Regions from separate parts of the Mus musculus genome. Here all the other regions are linked to region 2. A link is a contact called in public Hi-C and promoter capture Hi-C data. All regions are on one chromosome and are shown on one strand. The core of a region is the stretch at or near the end of the contact, and the rest is flanking DNA. Distances in the headings are between cores, read along the strand shown. Region 1 overlaps Gm51605 (a long non-coding RNA gene). Region 2 has its middle 16 kb from the start of Gm45805. Region 3 holds the start of Tarbp1 (TAR RNA binding protein 1).

Region 1 (3,994 bases), core at 921-3,420, 280 kb after region 2:
CGTGTAAGAAGCTGGGCATAGTCACACTTACAGGTAACCCCAGTGATGTGCAAGATGGAGACAGGAGGATTACCCGGGCTTGTCTACTGCCAACCTAGCTCTGGATTCGCTGAGAGGTCATCCTGTAGGGGACAAGGCAGAGAGTGACAAAGCAGGACACCTGCCTTCCTCCTCTGACCTCTACATGTGCACAGGTGTACAAAGCAACTAACACATATGTGTAACAACACACACACACACACACACACAGACACCAGGTCCATCTTGACTATGAAGTTCATGAGTCTATGAAACTTTGGTGCTGAGAGATAAACCCAGACTTTGAAGTCAGACTTATGCCAACTACTAAAGCACGTGTGACATTGGGCAAGCCAAGCTGCCTCGCCTCTCTAAACATTGGTTCTTCATGTGAGAGCCCAGGTGTGGATCTGGGAGATGACTTAGCTGGTAAAGTGCTTGCCCTGCAACCATGAGGACTTGAGTTTAATGCCCAGAATCCACACTAAAGAGAAAAACAAAACAAACACATACACAAAAAAACCTAGAAGTGTTGGCTTACACTTGTAGTTCTAGTACTTGGGACTTGGACTTTGGTGATTTCAATATGCTTGCCCCAGGGAGTGGCACTATTAGGAAGTGTGGCCTTGTTGGAGGAAGTATGTCACTGTGGGGGTAGGCTTGGAGACCCTCATTCTAGATGCCTGGAAGCTAGTCTCCTGTCTGCCTTTGGATGAAGACTTAGAACTCTCAGCTCCTCCTGCAACATGCTTGCATGAATGCTGCCAATGCTTCTTGCCTTGATGATAATGGGCTAAACCTCTGAACCTGTAAGCCAGCCCCAATGAAACGCTGTCCTTACAAGAGTTGCCTTGGTCATGGTGTCTGTTCACAGCAGTAAAACCCTAACTAAGACAAGGACTCAGGTAGATAGATCCCTTGGCCTCACTGGCCAGTCAGTCTAGTCTGCTTGGTGAGGTCAGATCAAAGAGTCTCAAAAAAATAATACAGATAGTATGAAGAAAGGACACCTGGGATTGCCTTCTGGCCTTTCACACACATGTATACACATACAAGCAACACATACACACAGGCACCCATAGGCATATGTGCACACATACACTCACACAAAAGGTTCAAAGCCAACTGCCAAGCATTGCCCCGAGTATGGAGCATGAAACTGCTTATATAACATATGGGAGAGAGAGAGAGCCTGGTGCGGGGCAGGTGCCAAGGTAAATATCCGATCCAGCTGCTCTCTATCCACTCCAGTTTCTGATGGGTCAAAAGCACAGCCGGTAATAAACACAATGTTGCCTCTGTCTTCGCTTCCTTTCACTCCTGGGGTCCTGCTTCAGACAGAAGGAAGCAACAGCAAATATCAGAGAACCCTATTGAAAGTGTCACTCATCCATTGAAACGTCCTTTCTATTCAAGAATGTGATGATTAATTATTCATTGCTTTTGGAGTTGAAAGCAAGGACAGGGCTCTCTGCCTAAAAGCCAGAGCTTGACAACAGTAGATTTTCAACGGCCAGATTTTGGTCATGGACTGGTTCCTATGGGATGGACCCCAAGTCTCAGATGTGCAGGGCCGAGAGGCATGCAAACTTCAAATGGAGCGATTGCTCCGTGCCCTCCGTGCCTGCGATGGATCTCTGGGAGTTAATTCCCTGCATGGGTGGCCCGAGTCCTTTGGCCTCCAGCCCCATGGCTCATTCCGCCACTCTGGGCAAGCAGTAACCGCCCACCCCAGTGCAAGTCTTTCTTTCACGGCTCATGGCATGAACAACTCATTAATTCTCCAGGGCCGAGGTTGGGGATTACGTCAGTCTTACACCCCACTGTAAGTGGTCTAAATGCCAGGGTAGCCGTGTTTGCAGGGCTGCATTCGTGCCAGGGGTGCAGATCTATCAATACATAGTTCTGAAATATGCTTCTCTTCCATCGGGTGTGCTTCTCCTGGGCAGCAGATTTCAAAATGGAAGCTCAGTGCCTAGCCAGAACGCAGGCTCGGGAGCGCCTGGAGGACTCTTCGGGCCTCTTCAGGGTAGGTGAGATCTTGCTTGCTATGTCCCCAGGAGGAACAGGAGGCAGAGCTAAGCCAGGCGGTGTGGAGTTTCACACATGTCCCCAAAGACGAGCTTCCTGTGGTGTAGACACGGGACTGCTGCGGGAGGAGGGGGAGTGTCGGGCAAAGGAGGCACAGTGACACATTTCCTGAGGCCCTGGGCTGTGAGCCTGCACAGCGGGGACAGAGTGCCATCTGGTGGTCACTGGCTAGCATTGCAGGTACCATCCGGGCCTTTTTCTCATTAATGGAGAACTCAGAGGGAACTCATTTGGGCTTTTTAAAGATCTGTTTCAAAACACCAACGGAAGACAAGGAGGTCAGATGTGCCCGCTCCTACTCATCATTATACCTCCGGATACTCACTGCCTCACATCCTTCTTGAACCAGACAACGACTTCAATGGCTTCAAGGCCAGTTTTGTTTAGTTTTTAGAGACAGGGTCTCAAACTTGCTATGTGTTCAAGAAAGACCTTGAGGTTTTGGTTCTCCTGTTTCCACCTCCTGAGTGCTTGAATTATAGAGGCACATCATCACACCATCGTGCTGGGGATCAAACCCAGGACTTCACGGCTGATAGGTAAGCATTCCAGCAACTCAGCTGCACCCCAGCCCCAGGGCCAGCACTTGACACGAGCTTACAGCTCTGAGAAGTCTGCCTTGCCTTACACCCTCCCAGACCATGTTCTCCCTGTCACGACTCCACTAACACTTGAGCACAGGAGTCCCTGTCTCACCCCTGCCTGAAACATATGTACATTCTTCTCTAGTCTGCTGAACCCCACACTTTTCAAACTCCACCTGTGGACATGTTGACACCCTCAGAACACCAGCCTCATGGGTGTTCATGCTGATAGACCAGATCACAGACCATATCAAGAGCCTCTGATACCTGGAGGAGGCCTGACATGTGACCAAGTAGCTGTGAAGATGGCTCTGGCTTCGGTAGTCGTGTCCCACACGATGAGTGATTCAGTTAACATTTTCTTTGTTCTGGGGCTAGAAGTCTGAGGTTAAGGCCTTCTTAGAGTTGGTGTCTTTGGAGGCCTCCCAAGGGCACGGTACAACCGTTATCTCTCCGTGTCCTCAGTGGTCTTTACTCTATGACTGCCTGTACCCTAATCTACTTCTTATAAGGACATCAATCATGTTGAAATAGGACGTATCCTCCTGACTGCTTTTTATCTTAGTCATCTCTTTGAAGGCCTTGTCCCCAAATGCATCCATCTTCTGAGGAAATGATCTTCTGGGGATTAAGACTTGAGCATTGTGTTGCCTCTGCCCCTGGTTACCCAGTAGACTCGATGGGGGGATCCTATTGCTGAAGACATCACACACATAGGCTACTGGAAATAGAGAAATCAAGTTAGTAGGGACCAGGAAGCTTCAACCCTGTGGCCAGCTCTCAGTACTGAAAGGCAGTCAGGGCTAACATGTCACCAATTATCTTTTCAAGCTGAGAGCCCTGTGAATAGCAGTAATTGTTATGCTATTGTTTCCAGTTGGACTTGGGGCCAACTCCACAGGAGGAGACAGATGTCTGGTACCACAAATCTGTCCATGTGCTGTGGTCAGGGAGCCCCAAAGATCCCAGAGAGAACATACTGCTTATTATTATACTAAATAATCAAATTGCCCTTTAAGATTTATTTACTTACTTTGTATGTGTACATCGTCGCTGTCTTTAGACACACCAGAAGAGGGCATCGGATCCCATTACAGATGGTTGTGAACCACCATGCAGTTGGTGGGAATTGAACTCAGGACTTTCAGAAGGGTAGTGGGTGCTCTTAACCGCTGAGCCATCTCCCCAGCCCTCAAATTGCCCTTTAAATTTATAACTGTATACCATGGATTGGTGTAGTTCCCAGCCCCCATCAGAAAAGTGCCTTTGTGCAGTAGATGGCGGTTAACACAGAAACTCAC
Region 2 (3,675 bases), core at 212-2,711:
AGTACCCAATACCCATGAGTCTTATTCTAGCATCCTGGCTCTCTGTGTTTTCCACACCCCTGAGAAGCCAATCAACACAGATGGCTCTGATGTTCCATAGGATGCCTGTTTGGATATCTGACTGGGGCTTCTGAGCCGCAATTGGCCCATCCTATTCCTAGGCCTCGGTGGGACTAGGGACCTAAATGACATCTCTGTCAGCTAGGGACCTAAATGACATCCCTGGCTTTTAACACCTTGAGGTCTTGCTTGCTTCCAAGTCCTCCACCATCTGCCACCTCACATTGCTCTTCTTAGCTTGTCTACTTCATGAACTTCCCAAAGATTCTCGGAAGTAGAACGCAAGGTGACAATGCCAAGGTGTGCCACCAACGTGTCACTGAACCTGCGTCACCTATACCTGTCAGCCTCCACCTAATCATTTGAAAATGTCGTGTCAGTTTCTATATTCCATATTTCACAGACTTAATGATTTGATACCCATGAGGTTCCCCAAATGACCACCATTCCTTGCTATGATCCAGTCCTTAGGACACACTGAAGATGCTCAATGGGTGAGATCATATATGTCTGTAGTATCAACCCTCGGGAGATGGAGGCAAGAGTTTGAGACCAGTTTCAGCTGTATAATTTGACCTTATCTCAAAAAAAAAAATGGGAAAGGCTTGAGATATAGCTCAGTGGTAAGGCACCTGTTAAACATGGGCAGCTGGCTATCTTTCACAAAACAGGACAGAACAAAACCCAGTTGTCCCAATAGTTTCTCATGGCTGTTTATTTGAAAGCAAGTTCATGGTCAGATTCCACTGAAGGCTTGGGGTCAGTTTTCCTGGGGCACTCCCTGCACGTGGCTCTGGCTTCTTATGTATGCCCTTGTAATCCAGTTTTATGGTTTATTTATTTGGTTAGCTCTTTCTGAGTCTCTACCCCGAGTCAGGTCTCACCCAAGACCTGGGACTCCAGAGATGGCTGAGAACTACTTGGTTGCCAGAAGAGCATTTTATTCTAAGTGCCCTTGATTGCGTAGAGCAGACCTGTCACTCCTCTGGAGAATGGGCCTTCTAAAGTAAGTGTAACCTCTCTGGTCTCCATGGCAGCAAACCCGATGGCATGAGTCTCTTAGTGCCATCATAGAAGAAATTTTATCTCTGCCCCTTAAAAACCTTAGGTCCTACGAGTTTGAATCCCTTGTGGGACCAGAGGGATTTCAACACAGGTCAGACGGTAGACCAGATGACCTTTGACACTCACCATGACACTGCAGTTTGGATGTTTAGGACTGGCTTACAGCAGGATCAACTTTGCCCTCCAGTTTTTTTTTCCCCCTAGGCTTATTGATATTTCTGGTCGAAGTCCACCAACTGGCATGATCTGACTGGCAGGGATTTATATGGCTTGAAAGTAGGGCACGGTTTCTTGCCGTTACATTTTACGGCTTGGCTGGGGCAGGAGGCCTGCCCTCCTCTCTCCAGTTTAATGTGTCATCGAGTGAGGCAGTTGAAGGAGGGCTGGGCATGGCAGGGTGGCACAGTCTCTGCCCCTTGCCTTGATTTCTCACCTGACTAGCAATCTTGCCATCTCTAAGGTTATTTTCAAAGGCATAATTTATATGTTACAGTGTGAGCAGGTAAGAAAACATGGCTTGGGCAAGGGAAATTCAGCTTCATGACTTATTTGTTCAATGAAGTTTTTTTTTTGAAACTCTGCCCTGGGTTAGACCTCGCCTGAGATCTAGGAATCCAAAACCCACCCTGCTGGCCAGAAGATCGCCACTGAATTACAGAGTCACACCGTTAGTACCACAACGGGAGAACACCCAGTGTTCCAGGGGACAGAAAGGCATCCATCTCATATAGCTAGGGAGCTAGGGTGCTCCCTGGAAGAGGTGACCTCTGCCCCATATCTTGAAGGATACATAGACGTTTTCTGGAAGAAGAGGTAGGAACACGGCCAACACGTTCCCAGAGACAGGTCAGGTAACACACACTCTGCATGGGACTTTAAAAAAAAATAATGTTCCATGGAAGTTAACCAATTTGTCCAAGGGCAAGATGATGTAGAGGGGTCATCACACACTCTCTGGGGAGACACCCAACTCATTATGGCCCTAGATAATGCTCATCTTCTACTAGGTAAGGAAATGTTCCCATCAGATGTAGAAGGGCTACACTTGTACCACTGTCCACGTGTGAAGATCAGGAATCAACCTTCAGGAGTTGGTTCTCTTCTTCCCCTGAGTGGGTGTCAGGGATTGAACTCAGGTCCTCAGGCTTAGAGGCAAGCACCTTTGCCTGCTGAGACATCCCAACACGACTTTCTGTAATTCTTACAAAGGCTATGTCGGTGAAGAAGGTAGTGACAGGCACCGTGTTTCTAACTAGTGGGTGAGGGGGCTCCAGGGAGGGAGAACAAAGCGTTCACCATGCTAAGGAGAAAGCCAACCTTCTCTGGCTCTGTCTCTGGTGACTGACAGGTATGCTTCTAGCATTTTCCTTTGGCTGAGTCTCAGTTTCCCCGTCTGCCTGTGTTATCAAAGCTCAGGCTTTAAAGGCCTGCACATGAAGCCATGTGTGTGTGTGTGTGTGTATGTGTGTGTTCTCATGTGAAGACTCTAGATAGGCAGGGTTGAAAAAACAAAGGGAGGAGAGATGAGGAAAGTATTGTGAGGACAGGAGAGGGTGATGGAATTCATGTGGTGTGAGAGCAGGAGAGGCTCTCTGGGGAAAGGAAAGTGCCAGACAGATGGGGCAGGCAGCAGAGCGGCAAATAGGAACGAAATATAAGCTGGATATGACAGCACATGCCTCTGATCCCAGCACTCTGGACATGGGAGCAGGAGGATCAGAAGTTCTAGGTCATCCGTTGCTACAAGAGTTCATGGCCAACCTGAGCGACATCATACCTCAAAACCATAAACGAAAGAATGTAACATAATGATGTGCACATATCACAATGTCACGGCGAAAGCCATTTCTTGCCTGCTATCTTAGAAAAAGTCAATATGATAGGGGCTGGAGAGATGGCTCATCAGGTAAAGCATTTGTCTCTTAAGCTTGATGACTGGAGTTTGAACCCCCAGGACCTGTGTATATGCTAGGTTGACATGATGTCCTGCCGTAATTTTTGCCTCAGCAGGAAGACAGAAATGAGATTCCCAGAGTAAGCCTGTTAGCAAGGACCCCACCTCCACTCCAAATACTTGGCTGGACAATGGCAGGCAGGTTGGGACTGCGCCCTTGGAGAGCAGCAGGTGCTGGTGGCTCTGAGTGGCTGTCACAGCATCTTGTGACAGCCACATGAGTTCACACCATGAGGCAGCCTCTTTTACCCTGGTTGCTCTATCCTGGTGGCCCAAGGTCAAAGTCTTGGTCTGGGTCTGTGCACTGTGCCTCCTTGCCATGTCCCTGACCGCACTGATGGAGCATGCGAGGAAGCAGCAGATGTCTCTCCTCCGCTCGACATTGACGGCGGCAGCACTCAGAGTCTCCTGGGGCCTCGGACAAATGACTGTTACAGGGACGGGATAATGGTGATATACGCAGGACCTGCCAGTTGGTTAGGCCGGTGGCTTTAATGGCTATCTTGGAGGTGACATTCCATTAGGGGTGATTGAACTTAATTTTAATGGCAGGATGACTTAATGTTTCATCTTCCCTCCCAGGCTCCAAGGTCAGT
Region 3 (3,788 bases), core at 200-2,699, 300 kb after region 2:
AGGGGCAGTTTTTTCCTGACATTGTGGATTTCTGTGAAATGATGGCCAACGAGGGCAAGACAGTAATTGTGGCAGCACTGGATGGGACCTTCCAGAGGAAGGCTTTCGGCAGCATCTTGAACCTGGTGCCCCTGGCGGAGAGTGTGGTGAAGCTCACCGCTGTGTGCATGGAGTGCTTCCGAGAAGCTGCCTACACGAAGAGGCTGGGTCTGGAGAAAGAGGTGGAGGTGATTGGCGGAGCCGACAAGTATCACTCCGTGTGCCGCCTGTGCTACTTTAAGAAGTCTTCAGCCCAGGCTGCTGGGTCAGACAACAAAGAGAACTGTCTGGTGCTGGGGCAGCCGGGAGAGGCCTTGGCTGTCAAGAAGCTCTTTGCCTCTCAGCAAGTCCTACAATACAACTCTGCCAACTGAGGGGACCTGGGGCCTGCCAGCTCCTACCCAGGTTGGACTCTCAGAGAGCAGGGGGAGCGCGGGCCTATCATTCCTAATGGACACTGTGCCTTGAACGGGCTCATCCATCGTCCACTCGCTGAAGCCGTTTTCAGTTCCCTTCTTGATTGCCAAGATGCCTCAATGCAGGCTGGAGCCCAGACCCTGCCTGGTGGCTAGGGGTCCCGCGTTCAGCCAAAGGTGAGGACAGAGCTGTCCACCATTGTGACACTGGTGGGGCTAGTTTCTTCCTTGTTGGTGGCTGGGTTTCAGTCTCAGAGCCCCACCCTCACCAAGGCTCCAGGCCTCTCACAGCTCCCCCATTTATGCCTAAACATTCTCTCCTCAGAACCCCAGCTCTTAGTGAGCCACTTTTCTTGTGCAAAGTGAACAATATTAAAGTTTACTACTAATGAAAAAAAAAAAAGAGTCAGGCTCTCTCACTGGACCTGGAACTGATCTCAGCCATACTGGCTCATCAGCGACTCGGGGGAGTCGGGGAGGGGGGGGGCGGCGGGGAGATGTGTCTCCACCACGCAGGATGGTAGTTACCTCTCCATGGGATCCTAACTCAGATGTTCATGCTTTCATAACATGCCCTTTTCCTACTGACCAATCTTCTCAGCTCTCATAACTTATTTTCAAAACATAAATCCAGATTTCATTTGTGATCCATTGTTTTAGAGACTTTGTGGTAACTCTTAACATGCACCCTTTTAAAAAGCAGCCATCTGGGGGGATTGCAGGATATCTATGTGAATTTAGGGCCAGCTAGAAAATTTAGGCCCTAGGCCTATTTCCAATCGGGAACTTCGGAACTGGTGTAATACTATGTCTGCAGCAACTCTTTTTACTAAAAACTGTGAGTGGCAGGAGGCATCACACTCCCAACAAAGTTGAAGGAACCTTATGCGGTCCTATGCCGGGCAGGGTATGTGTGGGTGGGAACCTCTCGCCGCGCACGCGCACTCGCGCTTAGGGTGGCCGGCGCACGCGCACAGGTCTACTCCCCGCGAAATGGAGCGGGTGTTGGCGGACGCGCTTCTAACGCAGAGTCGGGAGCCCGGCGAGTTGCTGGGCGCGCTGTGCGGCGGGGAGGCGAGTGCGGAGCGGGCGGAGACCCTGCGCCTGGTGCTGCAGCGGCTGGAGGAGCGCGGCGCGGGCGCCGGCGCGCTGGCCAAGGCGGCACACGAGGTGGCCAGGGACCACCTGGTGCCCTTACTGCACGCGTCCCAGGGCGGAGGGCCTGCGAGGCCCCGCGTGCTCCGAGCGGCGAGTGCGGCGCTGCGCTCGTGCGCGCGCCTGGCAGGACCGGAGCTGGCAGTCACTCTGGCCGAAGAAGCGCTGCGCGAGCTGCCGAGCGCGCCAGCCGTGGAGCTGCTGGCCGCCGTGGCGCCGTGTTTACGCGCGCCGGAGGATGCCCCGCTGCTGCGTCGCCTGGGGCGCGCGTCTGTGGAGCTGGCGCTGGCCGGGGACGCGCCGCCGGCCGTGGGAGCGCGCCTGCTGCCCGCGCTGGCACAGAGCGCAGAACCGGCTCTGCGTGCGGCGTGGGACGCGCTGAGCTCCGCGGGACCGGGAGCTGAGGGCAGCACTGGGCCAGAACTGCTGGTGCTGAGCGCACTGGCCGAGAAGCTGCTGACCAACCATGAGCGCCACGGGGATCTCGACGCCCGTCTCTGCGGCCGCTTCTGGAGAACCGTCCAGGCGGGGCTGGGCCGCGCGCAGGACGGGCTCACGCGAAAGCGCGCGCGCTACCTGCTGCAGAGGGCTGTACAGGTGTCTGCAGAGCTGGCGGTGGACTGCTCCTGCAGCCCCCAGGACACAAAAGGTACCCACTTGTCTCTCTAAAAAACAAAATTGTGTGTGTGTGTGTGTGTGTGTGTGTGTGTGCGCGCGCGCGCGCGTGCCTGTGTAAGTTTATGTGCATCACGTGCGTATGCTTGGGAGGGCATCAAATCCCCTTGAGCTGGAGTTAAAGGCAATTGTGAACTACCTGATGTGTGTGTTGGGAGTCAAACTCCAGTCCTCTAGAAGAACATCAAGTGCTCTTAACCCCTGAACCATCTCTCCAGACTGGCACCTACTTATCTCTTTGCCCCAGCCACACTCTGCTACCTCAAACCAGCCTTCAAGGGGCGTCCACCTCATCCTGAGCGGATTTGACACTTGCATGTGGTACCCTACACCGGCCTCCTCCTGCACTTTGGGAAAAGTGGACCCAGTGAAGGTTAAGATATCGCACACGCGGTAGCATGCTCTGTGTAAAACCAAGCCTGCTCCACGCCTTTACATCCTGATAGAAAAAAAGTTGACATCCGTATCAAACTGAAAGAAGGGTGCTGTGTAACCCAAGTTAATGTTTGAAACTCGAGGTACGGAATCAAATATTAATCCCTTGACATTCCCTTTAGGAATATTAGGAGCAGGGTTAGTTAGTGCTTTCTAAACATAACCCTTAAGTCATCGTGTGTGCTTGCGCCCAGGCCTAAAGTCAACAGGTGTTGTCCTTGATTATTCTCCATTTTATTTTTGGGCCAGGGTCTCTCTCGCTTGCTCTCTCTGAATCTGGAACTCAGGATTCAGACGCTTTCTTTCTGAAGTTTGGAATTGTGTTTCCTCATGGTCTCTGCACATTTGTGGTTTTGTGGGTGATCCATCTTTCCTGTCTCTGCAGGAATGCTCTCTTGGGGCCTCCTGCATTCAAAGCAGAGCTGGGACTGTAAACAGCTTGGTTTTGTCTTTAGGGCTTGAGTGATAGTTTGCTCAGGTCCAACTTCTATGGGGGAGACATTTCCATCCACATTTTAAAGGCTTCCATCCATCCATCTAGAAGCTGGAGATGCTACTCTTGTTGTTTTGAAGTTGAGATAATTCTGGATCCTGCTCAAGGGCAGTCTGTGACTTCTCTATAGGGTACCAGGGGTTTAGGGCCCTGGCATCCTGGAACCTCCTTTTTATCCATGTGCACCTACACAGTCTGGAAGTCAATGAGCTTTGATTTGGGGAAGTTTTCTTGAGTAATCAGGTGGTTATTTCTTCCCTTGCTTCCTTTTTCCTTCTCTCTTCTTGACTTGGAACCTCTGGGACTTACCATTTGTCTGTTTGTCTTAGTTATTTTTTCTGTTGCTGGAATAGAGACTATGGCCAAAAGAAACTTGTTGAGGAAAGGATTTATTTCAGAACACTTCTCTCAGGTCACACTCCATCACTGAGAGAAGTTAGCAGGAACCTGGAGACAGGAACTGATGCAGAGATGATAGAGGGGTGCTGCTTATTGGCTTGCTCAGCCTACTTTCTTAGACAATCTAGGACCACCTGCCCAGGTTTGGCACCACCCACAGAGAGCTGGACCATCCA

The links. Promoter capture Hi-C pulls out the DNA fragments that hold promoters and counts their contacts. A called contact is a pair of places that touch in the nucleus more often than the background predicts.
Region 1: a Hi-C map of liver shows a contact between it and region 2, with 3 times the contacts expected there. The contact joins two enhancer-like sites. A contact is called at or near these places in 12 of 39 promoter capture datasets (the 3T3-L1 cell line, 3T3-L1-derived adipocytes, the C10 cell line and 6 more), 5 of 15 datasets of contacts at CTCF or cohesin (the NIH/3T3 cell line, embryonic stem cells, large pre-B cells and 1 more), 36 of 484 Hi-C or Micro-C datasets (B cells, the Ba/F3 cell line, the C10 cell line and 24 more), 24 of 115 datasets of contacts at active chromatin or transcription factors (the 230-238 cell line, the HPC-7 cell line, T-cell acute lymphoblastic leukemia and 18 more) and 1 of 9 other capture datasets (embryonic stem cells).
Region 3: a contact with region 2 is called in a promoter capture Hi-C map of embryonic stem cells, with 2.2 times the contacts expected there. The contact joins the promoter of Tarbp1 here to the enhancer-like site in region 2. A contact is called at or near these places in 12 of 39 promoter capture datasets (the 3T3-L1 cell line, 3T3-L1-derived adipocytes, the C10 cell line and 5 more), 1 of 15 datasets of contacts at CTCF or cohesin (the NIH/3T3 cell line), 2 of 484 Hi-C or Micro-C datasets (bone marrow-derived macrophages and hemogenic endothelial cells), 4 of 115 datasets of contacts at active chromatin or transcription factors (embryonic stem cells, fibro-adipogenic progenitors, neural tube and 1 more) and 3 of 9 other capture datasets (adipose tissue, macrophages and pancreatic islet).

Annotation. Positions count from the first base shown.
Region 1 is chr8:126,495,942-126,499,935 of GRCm38.p6, reverse strand. Gm51605 (a long non-coding RNA gene) reads left to right here. Exons shown (of 2, transcript XR_003947621.1): 1 at 1-2,648. Among named protein-coding and RNA genes, the nearest start is that of Gm51605, 2.8 kb to the left of the region's middle. Within about 2 kb of position 2,170, at least 354 of the 459 cell types and tissues checked have an H3K27ac peak or open chromatin away from gene starts, as enhancers often do. A contact at or near this core is called in 3T3-L1-derived adipocytes, liver and pancreatic cancer cells, where this site is marked.
Region 2 is chr8:126,772,692-126,776,366 of GRCm38.p6, reverse strand. No RefSeq gene overlaps it. Among named protein-coding and RNA genes, the nearest start is that of Gm45805, 16 kb to the right of the region's middle. Within about 2 kb of position 1,461, at least 25 of the 459 cell types and tissues checked have an H3K27ac peak or open chromatin away from gene starts, as enhancers often do. A contact at or near this core is called in 3T3-L1-derived adipocytes, liver and pancreatic cancer cells, where this site is marked.
Region 3 is chr8:126,472,726-126,476,513 of GRCm38.p6, reverse strand. Tarbp1 (TAR RNA binding protein 1) reads left to right here and starts at 1,449. Exons shown (of 30, transcript NM_001159907.1): 1 at 1,449-2,259. The coding sequence starts at 1,449. It also overlaps the pseudogene Gm6091.